Linked DNA regions of Pan troglodytes: region 2 is linked to region 1. The links are chromatin contacts, called in public Hi-C maps. All regions are on one chromosome and are shown on one strand. Each heading gives the region's core, a stretch centred on a gene start, on an enhancer-like site or on the middle of the called end of the contact. The rest is flanking DNA. Distances are from core to core; before and after follow the strand shown.

Region 1 (5,162 bases), core at 1,198-3,697:
GGAACAACAGTGCCTTGCCACACATTGTGCTCGCTCTGAACAGGATACTGTAGGAATTAGTCATGGCCAAGTTCAAGCCATAGCTTGCCCCGCAGCTCTGTCGGGGCCTCTTTCGTGACAGTGTGGAGCGCTAGGGCAGCTTTGTGGACACCGTGACTCTTTGTTTTGTGGCCTTGGTGCTGACTTCAGAGTATGAGGCACCTTCGAGGGTGGGGCTACAATCTCAGCTTCTGGACATTCCTTTTTTAAAACATGGAGCCAAGGCCTGTGACCTGAGGCCCCTGTGTCCCTGCAAGTCTCCTTCCTGGCTCTGTGTATGAGCACAGCCTAAGGTAAACGGGAAGAGTTCCTAGTGCTGCTAGGGCCGGAGTGAAGCAGAGAAAGGGCTGGGCTGAGCTTCAGGTTGCGCTCCAGGGGAAAGGTGGCCACGGGACAGCAGGCTCGGGGGCCAGATCCCAGAGCTTGCCAGGGAGGGCTTGTTCTGAGAGGTGAAGGTCATCCTGCAGGGGAAGAGGGCAACACGGGACGGGACCAAGAGGGCGTCTATCCAAACTGCTGCATTCTCACCCTGTGGCCCTGGCCAGCCTGCTCCACAGGTCCCCAGCTCTTCCTCGGAAAAGGGGGCAGTGGTCTGGATCACGCTCTGCAGGGCTTCTAGCTGTGACACTCCAGGATGTTTGCCCCAAACCCCAGGTCTGACCACATACCTGTATTTTCCACAGCTCACTTTAGTGCCAAGGAGGCTGGGGACCTGTCTACACTCTTCGATGTTGGTGGCATCATAGGTGAGGCCTTGCCCTGCTCTGCCAGCAGGCTCCCTTCCCCTCTTTTCTTGTGGGGTGCAGGAAGAAGGGACAGGTCCAATGGGCTATGACCTGGGTAGGTGGCACCAGAGGAAAAATGGCTCCTGGGTTTATTCTCAGCTCTGCTCCTGCCTGGCTGGGTGGGCCTAAGAAAGATGCCCTTTTGTTTGGTCTCCAGTAGTGATGGGCACTACAGGAAGGGGAGGGCTGTGGAAAAAGCAGCTCTGCTGGTTCTTGCTGACAGGCCCAGGCCAGCACTGGGGCACAGCTGGGGTGCCAGGCGAGGGGATGGCAGGGTCCTGTCTGGGAGTCAGTGTGTGAGTGGCTGTGTGTTCCAGGCGGCATCGTGGCAGGGCTCGTCTCTGACTACACCAATGGCAGGGCCACCACTTGCTGTGTGATGCTCATCTTGGCTGCCCCCATGGTGCGTATAACCCCGAGGGTGAAGCGCGAATGCACGTGAGCAGGAGCCAGTGTGGGCCTCTGGCCTGTGTGCACGTCCACGCGTTACACACATTGATGTCGCTGTGTACGCGTGCACATGCATCATTGTGCACACACGGGGGAGGAGAAGCGAGGGTCAGCAGAGGCACCTTGGAAAAAGAGCCAGACTGCAGACTTTAGAGGGGGATTCATGACTCTTTGGCCTTGGTAGAGAAGGAGACCGCCTCCTAAACTTCTTGATCAAGGAAAGAAGAGATTGAGGTTGAATCTGAGAGAAGACTGTTTGGAGAAAGGGAGATGATAGAGTACCACGTTTTAGACAGTCCATCCCTGGGACATTTAAAGATCAGAGAAATCTGCATAGGCAGGGGAAAAGGAATAGGATGCCCTCTGGGGTTTCAGGGCAGGAGATTGTTGTTCCAGACCTCAGGGCTCCAGGCCGGCAAAGGGATTCCGGGTGACTCTGCCTCTCCCCTCTCCTCTCTCAGATGTTCCTGTACAACTACATTGGCCAGGACGGGATTGCCAGCTCCATAGGTGAGGAGGAGGTTGCAAGTCCTGCCAGGCCAGGGGAAAGGCACTGCCTTGGGGGCCCCATGAGGCTGGCCCACGGGGGGCACTGGCAGGTGGAGGGGCTGGGAGGGCTGAAGGCTGGAGAGTGCTCCTGCCTTGGGGTTGGGGCTGCGGGTGGTGCTGCTTCTCTGACTGGCTGTCTCTATGCTGTCCCAGTGATGCTGATCATCTGTGGGGGCCTGGTCAATGGCCCATACGCGCTCATCACCACTGCTGTCTCTGCTGACCTGGTGAGTGGGGCCACCTCCCGAGGGCCAGGGACCGCTCTGGGGGCTTGGTCAGGGCCACCATCTCCAGGTCCATTTCTCCCTGTCTCCCATCCCGCAGAGGAGAAACCGTCAAAGTCCTTCAGAATGCACCATGGGCCCCTCTCCTCTCAAGCCCAAACCCCAGTTACCACCTTCCCTGAGTCAGCCCCTCTCCTGTCCTGGTTCTGCTCATGCTGCTGCTCAGCTGGGCTTCCCCACTCCACTGTCTCTCTCCAGGGGACTCACAAGAGCCTGAAGGGCAACGCCAAAGCCCTGTCCACGGTCACGGCCATCATTGACGGCACCGGCTCCATAGGTCTGTGACTCTAGCTCTGTTGTGGGCCGGCCCCTAGGCATAGTGCCCTCCGGTGGGCAGGGGAGGTGCAGGACCCCTGCTCACGAGGCTGTGCTCCATTCAGGTGCGGCTCTGGGGCCTCTGCTGGCTGGGCTCATCTCCCCCACGGGCTGGAACAATGTCTTCTACATGCTCATCTCTGCCGACGTCCTAGCCTGCTTGGTAAGAGTCTTGGGGTACACAGATAGGTATTGAGGGATGCTCTGTCCTGCCAGACTGGAACCCTGGAGGTCCAAAGCGTTGGCCATTTGGGGTTCTGGGGCAATGAGAGCGGCTGCCCTTTGCTCAGAAGCACTCTCCCTACCCCGAGTGACCCCTTGCCAAGTGGCAGTGTGTCTCTCCCCCTTCTCCACTGCCGGTCCACGGGTCACCCTGGTGCTGGGCACTCAGTGCTCAGTGCTAACAGTGCCCTCCCTTCCCTCTGTGCCTTGTGCTCCACAGCTCCTTTGCCGGTTAGTATACAAAGAGATCTTGGCCTGGAAGGTGTCCCTGAGCAGAGGCAGCGGGTGAGTCCGGGGAGCTGAAGCTGCCCCTCTACCAACCTCATTTCTCGTGGGAATCAGCCCGGTGCTCAGTTTCTCCAAATGCAGGCTGAGGCTCGACCAGCCCAGACCTGAGGAGCACTGAGCCAGTCCCTGGGTGGCCCTCACCCTGCTAACCTGTCCTCTGTTGTCCCCGTGTATCTCTATAGCTCTAGTATGGTCCTAACCCACCAGTGATAGTATTTTCCTCAAGTCCCATGACTTTTGTGAGTATTTACTTCGAGTCTGTGACTCGAGTGCCATTTGAGTGGGGGCTGCATGCAAATCCTCTGTCCTGCAGTATGACTTTTTCCAACTTTCTCTTTCTTCTTGTGGGCCAGTTGTAAAGACTTTCAACCTCAGCAGAGCATGGTGCTTGGGAAGTGTTTTCCAAGGGGTCTGAGATGCCACAGAGGTTGGTGGCCTCTTCCCTGAGGGACAGTGTGAGAACTTTGGACATGCCCTCGGGGACAGAGGAGGCAGAAATAGGGAAACCAGTTTCCCTCTGAGCTGCGACTGAGCTGCAAGTGCCTCCTGAAGTTCAGAAACCAAGGTCATCTGGCCCCTCTGCCTGGGGTATGCAGAAAAAAAGCAACTACCAATCAAAGTCTCTGAAACAAATGTGAATCAAGCATGGGTGGCTGGCCTGGTGTGCTCTCTGCCTACTGTCTGGTGGTGGTGGATGTGGTGGTGGCATCAGCAGGTCAGTGGCTGAGGCTACACAGTGCTGGTGGTCTGATGGTCGGGCGACCCTCTCCCGCTGGCCGTCCTGAGCAGGAGCCTCGTGCTAACAAGGAGGCCGCTAATGAGCTGGCCGGAGCTGTGAACCTGGGCTGGATGGCAAATGTGAGGAGGAACCCCCTGGGACATGGTAACCAGCACGCATCTGGGGACACACTTCCACTTAAGGAAGACACCACCCAGGGGAGAGAAAGTGAGAGCAGGAAGACACACAACACAGGAAGCACGCAGAGCACCTGTCCTGCCCTGCCCTACCCTGGAAGAGGGGAGCAGGGGGCTGGACTGCATGACCCAAAGTTCCTGTGCCTGTGCTCCTTGGAGCCAGGCCTGAGGGTGGGAAGAGAAGAGCAGCAGAAAGGGAGGAAGATTTAGTGAGCAACTGCTCTGTGCCTGGAATTGTGTCTGGCTTTAGACATGTGAGCTTGCCTCGCAGCAGCTCTCATTGAAGGTGAGAGACAGAGGCTCAGAGCTCGGGCACAGCCTAACACTGAAACTGGGCCTGGGGGTTGTTTGCTTTTCTCTGGACTGCCACCGCTGTCCCAGGCTGGTCCTGCTCCATGGGAGGCCTGTGTGTGAGGTGTGCAGTGATTTATCAGAGCAGACAGAGCACTGTGCTTGGAATCCAAAAACCCCTGGACAGTCCTGCTTTCTCCACTCACTCCATGAGACCTTGGGCATAGCACTCCATCAGACCCAGATTCTCTGAACCGCCACATCTTTATGTATGAATGGGGATGCTTATCCCTGAATACCTGGCAGAATTGACCCGAGGCTGAGATAAGATGGGATATGTGATATTGCTTTGTAAAGCTGTCAAATGTGGCATGAACATTGTAAGGTTTTATTTAATTTCTTTTTTTTTTTTTTGAGGCGGAGTTTTGCTCTTATTGCCCAGGCTGGAGTGCAGTGGTGTGATCTCAGCTCACTGCAATCTCCGCCTCCCAGGTTCAAGTGATTCTCCTGCCTCAGCCTCCCGAGAAGCTGGGACCACAGGCATGCGCCACCACACCCGGCTAATTTTGTATTTTTAGTAGAGACAGGATTTCTCCATGTTGGTCAGGCTGGTCTTGAACTCCCGACCTCAGGTGACTCACCCGCCTCGGCCTCCCAAAGTGCTGGGATTACAGATGTGAGCCACCGTGCCCGGCCAGGTTTTAAATATTAATCTAGCTTGCTATTTCCTGCCTGAGAGGTGAAAGGGAGGCCTCATTACAGAGAACTGAGATGAAAGCAATGATGAAGGGACCCTGGGACCCTGCCTTTCCTCTCCCTACTCAGCAGGAGCTTATGAAGTCATCTCACTTTCTCTTCTGTCCCCCCTCTCCTCTTCATGCAGGTATAAAGAAATATGAGGCCCCAATTGGAACAGCAGCATGGAGGGTCCCAGTTGGGTCCCCAACGTGCTCCCCATGGGCAAGACAATGGAAACTTCCACAAGTAGGGGAGGCAAACCCTCTTTATTGAACATTAGCCAGCC
Region 2 (5,162 bases), core at 1,355-3,854, 350 kb after region 1:
TTGGACAGCTCTAAAAACAAGGAGTTCACTGCTCTATGAGCCAGTCCATTAAACCCTGTCCAACACAGAGGTGCTGGCCCTGACCAGCAGCCCCTGCCTCGTTCTGACCCTTGCTTTCTCTCGCAGGTTCCATCAACTTGGACAACCTGCAGTCCCTGTCCTCAGACAGTGCCACCATGGCCATGCAGCAGGCTATGATGGCTGCACACGATGACTCATTGGATGGGACAGAAGAAGAGGATGAGGATGAGATGGAAGAGGAGGAGGAGGAGGAGCTGGAGGAGGAGGTCGACGAGCTGCAGACGACAAATGTCAGCGACCTGGGCTTGGAACACAGTGACTCTCTGGAGTAGTCGGGCAGCCCAGATGGCACTGATCACTGAGCAGGAGAGGAGTGTCGCCGGGAGGCCTTCAGGGTGGGGGGGAAGGGGACACGGGCAGGAAGCACCGAGGGAGTTGGGCCCTAGCTTCCCCAAATCAGTAGCTTGAAGAAAGGCAAAGGAGACACCTGTTCCTTCCCAACCACCGAGCTTCAGTGAGGACCCCAGCCCCACTTCCCTGGAACTGCCGAGGACTCTGTTTGGCGGGGCCAGTGGAGCAGCCTGTATGAAAAGACAGGAGTGAGATCTGGACTCACCAAATCCCTGAGGACAGATGGCACCCATGGCCCCCACCCACGGAAGGACCTGAGTTGTTTACAAGCCCTGCACTGAGGCAGATTGGTGCTGTTCGCAGAGTAGGCCTTTGTCCGGGGGCAGACTTAGAAGGAAGGGGAGAGACAAAGGGGGACTGAGTTTCATCCCCAGAAGGTTCTCAGCTCCTTTGACAGACATTCAAGGGCAGGAGGGAGCCCCAAAGCATAACCAGTGGCCAGAGGAGTGGGAGGGCCTGAGGCATCACATCTTGCAGATCAGAATGGGATGGAATCCACCGGGCTCCAGCTCATCCCTCCAAGGCCCTGTCTCTGCACACAGCAACCATGGACATGGGAGAAAGGGATGGGAGCCACAGTGCCCTTCACTCTCTCCTGGAAACCAATTGTAAGCTGGTGGGCTCAACCTGTGGGAGGTTAAGAGGAGTCCCTTCTGGGTTGACTCCAGGAGCCAAGGAGATGGCAGACCCTGGGCTAGGAATCATATCGAGGTGACTTTGAGGCCACAGCTGTCCCTAGGTGATCACAGAACTTAGCTCCTTTAACAACAGGACAATGGTGTTTTACCCTAGATGTTCCCACCCTCAGTGCTCCACACCCTCCATAGACCTTCAGAGAAGGTGAAACCAGGTTATCTGGGAATCTTTCCACCCCGCAGGTCGCCACGGCCATCCCTTTGCTCCCAGCCTGGCTCCATCAGCCTCCAGCTTCCTTTCTTCATTCTGTCCTTCAGGGAAGGCAGAAGAAACATTGGAAAGCATCTAGTCCAGTGGGAAGCCAGGGGTTGGAGAAGGTGCTACATCCCTCTTCCTATCAATATCCTAAATGTGGGGGAGGGCCCAGAGAATGGCACCCAAGAGCCTGCGGGGATGCCCATCCCACACACCCCACCCACCCTGCTGTTCTAACCCTGCTATCCACAGCCCTGGAGGAACTGGGGCTCCTGGAAGGAAGAGGAGGCTCTCCACTGTCCACCCTAACACATACCCTCCCACCCACCTTCCAGACCCCCTTGGTTGGCACCCTCTCCTCCAGTTCCCTCTCACCCCATGGCTGTGAATGACAGGTCACACGTGTGTTTTCCATTGGGTTTAATTTAATGGACGTGCAGTTTCATTTGTAAATTGTGCATTAGCCATCTCCTTCAGTGGCAGGATGTGAGTGGCTACCTGGCTCAACTGGAGGGGACCCTCGGGGCCCTCTGGGGCTTCCCCTCCCCCACCTGGTTGGGGTAGAGCAAAAGGATGGTCACTCTTCTGAGGTCTCCCTGAAATGAATGTATTTCTCCCCCAAAAGAGCTGATATTTAATGTTTTAATAAGGATTTTTGAGAAACAAATAACCTTATTTATAATCTGGGTGATCCAATCATTTTTTACTCCCTTTTGATGCCATACATAGAGGAAAGTCTAGCTTTTTTGGCGTGAGACTTTTGCAATGTGCAGTGGGATAAAATGCATTTCCTTTTCTGGTTCATTTTTCTTGTTAACACGCGCGCACAGACACACACACACACCGTTCCACTCACCACCTGGACAGGCGTCCCCCAGCACGGACACGCTGGCACACAGGTGCCCACATCTCTTCCTCTCAGCCCCTCCACCTGCCTAATGTTATGCAACCTCCTTCTGATGTATCCACCAAACCAGTACTGAATGTGGCCGAGACGTTTTCAGTAAATCTTATTACCTACCGTAACCCTGGTGCACAATTCTCTTTCTGTGGTTGCTGTGGCAATCCTTTGCTCTTTTCATGGGACCCGAGGCCAGACAAAATTTGGAGGCCTCAGTATACACCTGACTACCCAGGGAAGGGGACAAGGTAGATGTGCGTCCTGCGTGAGCTCAGCTGCCCTGTCTGGGGAGGAAGAGCCAATTTCAGCACACTCACCTTGTGTGCGGCCAGTTGTAAGGCAGAGCTAGGGAGAGAAGGCAAGGAAGCTCTGCACTGCCCTCTCCTGACAGCTTCCCCGACCGCAGTGGAAGCTATGAATCTGGTCCCTCTTGTCCACCATACTCCACCTCCCTCAAAGGCTTTTGCTTTCCTGTCTCCATTCTCAGCCTTGAATCCCAGGGGTCAGCACCATAATCCCCCAGGCAAGAAGAAACTCGGGCAGCTGATCTCCACACAGAAGTGAGAGGCAGGCCTTCTTGTCAGCTCCAGACGAGAGGGTACCTTCTTTAGCCACACTTGCTGAGAGGTCTGGGGCATCTGTTTAGAAGCAGGAAGGGAGTGCCTTGTTCACATTCAGGAATGCTGGAGAGTTTGCACGTACTGGCAGATCACCCCATGGCCAGGTGGAAGATAGGGAAGCCAGTGGTTGGTTACACAGGCGAAGTGGGCTCTGACCAGCTCTGGTGGAGTTCCCTGCATCACTGCCCTCGGGGAGCCCAACCTCCCTCCCGCTCCTCACACCTGGAGAGAGTTCTGCAAACTCTACAGAAACCCCGCCTCTCTGGGTAGAGGAAGAAAATCTTAAGAACTGCAAGATGATTGGAACCTCACCTCCAGAGCTGGGAAGACAACAGTCCTCTAAGACAGTGGTTTCTAAGGAACACACTGTCGAAAGATATGCTACCAAAAAAAAAAAAAAAATCCATGCCTAAATTAGCCTAAGATTAACTGCATATTCTATTTTGTTAGTAGAGTTTCATCATGCACATTATTATACTAAAGGCTCTGAAAACTCCTACAGGAAAGAAACCTGTTGAACTTTGTTTCAATTGTTCCCAGATTTGCTCCACCTCCCTTTTTTCAAGTAATATCTATTCAAGTTACACCAATATTCCACAAAACACACTTTAGGGAACACTATTCTAAAGAAATTGCAGAGTAGCCTGTCCTACACTCTCCCTGCCAAGTTTTTCTATCAAGTTCTGCCAGCCATCTTTTCAACCACGCTGCCAACTGAAAGTGGGTTTCTTTCTTCTTTTTTTTTTTTTTTTGAGACGGAGTTTTGCTCTTGTTGCCCAGGCTGGAGGGCTGGAGTGCAATGGCACGATCTCGGCTCACCGCAACCTCTGCCTCCCGGGTTCAAGCGATTCTCCTGCCTCAGCCTTCCAAGTAGCTGGGATTACAGGCATGAATCAACACACCCTGCTAATTTTGTATTTTTAGTAGAGATGGGGTTTCTCCATGTTGGTCAAGCTGGTCTCGAACTCCGGACCTCAGGTGATCCACCTGCCTCGGCCTCCAAAATTGCTGGGATTACAGGTGCGAGCCACTGCGCCCGGCCTTTTAAAATTATTATTATTATTATTTATTTATTTATTTTTGAGACAGGGTTTCACTCCCATCACTCAGGCCGGAGTACCATGGCACAATTTCGGCTTACTGCAACCTCCGCCTCCCAGGTTCAAGTGATTATCCTGCCTTGGCCTCCTGAGTAGCTGGGACTACAGGCATGCACCACAAGGCCCAGCTAATGTTTTTCTTTTGTTTTGTGTTTGCAGAGATGGGGTTTTGTCATGTTGCCCAGGCTGGTCTCCAACTCCTGAGCTCAAGAGATCTGCCTGCCTCAGCAACCCGAAGTGCTGAGGTTACAGGCATGAGCTACCACTCCCGGCTGAAAAGGGGTTTCTGAAATCACTTGAGATGTAGGTAGTTGTACTTTTAGGAGCCAACAACCTCTCTCTGTGCATGACCCAAATGCTGCCCAACCCAAGGAAAAGACACGCCATAATCCCTGTGGAAATTCAAGAGATGGATGACAGGGCGAGGGGTAGGGGAAGGTTTCCTTTACCCAAAACAGAACTCTGATATCAGGGCTCTGGCAACTCTCAGACTGACTTCTGCCCCCCACCCCCAGACCCATCAGGAAAGACCTTTCAAGCTCAGAGATCCTGCTCATGGGAGTTGGTGGCCAGAGCTCAACTTACTTGACCGAGGATCCCCTCTCCTGCCTTGCATGGGGCCCCAGGAGGGCAATGACCACCACACTGCAGCCTGCTCCAATTCATTCCTGATGAGTCATTCATTATCTCAGCATGCATTTATCGAGCCCCGACTCTGTCCCAGGCACTGTTTTACAAGGATACACCTGTGGCTAACAAGGACAGAGTTCTTTACTTCAGGGAGTTTACATTCTACTAGAAACAACTGAGACTGGGCCAGGTACGGTGGCTCACACCTGTAATCCCAACCCTTTGGTTGTCCAAGGTGGAAGGATCACTGAGCCCAGGATTTTAAGACCAGTCTGGGAAACATAGTGAGACCCCTCCCCGCACCCGCCCGCATCTCTACTATTTTAAAATGAATATACATGAGAAAAAAGAAAAAGATTGAGACTGAAAGAGTGCTCGTAGCATCCTTGTAATGGCTATAACTATGATCTCATCCTTACCACAGAGAACTCAAACTTCTTCATTCAGAGTTGCAAAGCAGGAAGCTTTCAGCTCCACTGTGAGGTTCAGGTTAAGCTCAATTTTCAGACCTGTTTTGAGCCATATATTGTCGAAAAATTGTGTGCCAACTTTTAAAAGTTAGAAGGTTACACATTAAAAAATCAGATT

Evidence for each region. Hi-C and Micro-C count contacts between places; a contact is called where the count stands out from the background.
Region 2: a Hi-C map of induced pluripotent stem cells shows a contact between it and region 1, with 3 times the contacts expected there. The contact joins two enhancer-like sites. A contact is called at or near these places in 3 of 7 Hi-C or Micro-C datasets (induced pluripotent stem cells and stem cell-derived neural progenitor cells).

The regions. Positions count from the first base shown.
Region 1 is chr9:127,027,949-127,033,110 of NHGRI_mPanTro3-v2.0_pri, forward strand. It overlaps SLC37A2 (solute carrier family 37 member 2), which reads left to right. Exons shown (of 18, transcript XM_508843.8): 11 at 723-785; 12 at 1,142-1,227; 13 at 1,736-1,784; 14 at 1,977-2,050; 15 at 2,306-2,384; 16 at 2,488-2,585; 17 at 2,865-2,929; 18 at 5,022-5,162. The coding sequence ends at 5,037. Among named protein-coding and RNA genes, the nearest start is that of TMEM218, 17 kb to the right of the region's middle. Within about 2 kb of position 2,448, at least 1 of the 24 cell types and tissues checked has an H3K27ac peak or open chromatin away from gene starts, as enhancers often do. A contact at or near this core is called in induced pluripotent stem cells, where this site is marked.
Region 2 is chr9:127,375,302-127,380,463 of NHGRI_mPanTro3-v2.0_pri, forward strand. PKNOX2 (PBX/knotted 1 homeobox 2) reads left to right here. Exons shown (of 17, transcript XM_054661696.2): 17 at 127-2,349. The coding sequence ends at 353. Among named protein-coding and RNA genes, the nearest start is that of FEZ1, 61 kb to the right of the region's middle. Within about 2 kb of position 2,605, at least 5 of the 24 cell types and tissues checked have an H3K27ac peak or open chromatin away from gene starts, as enhancers often do. A contact at or near this core is called in induced pluripotent stem cells, where this site is marked.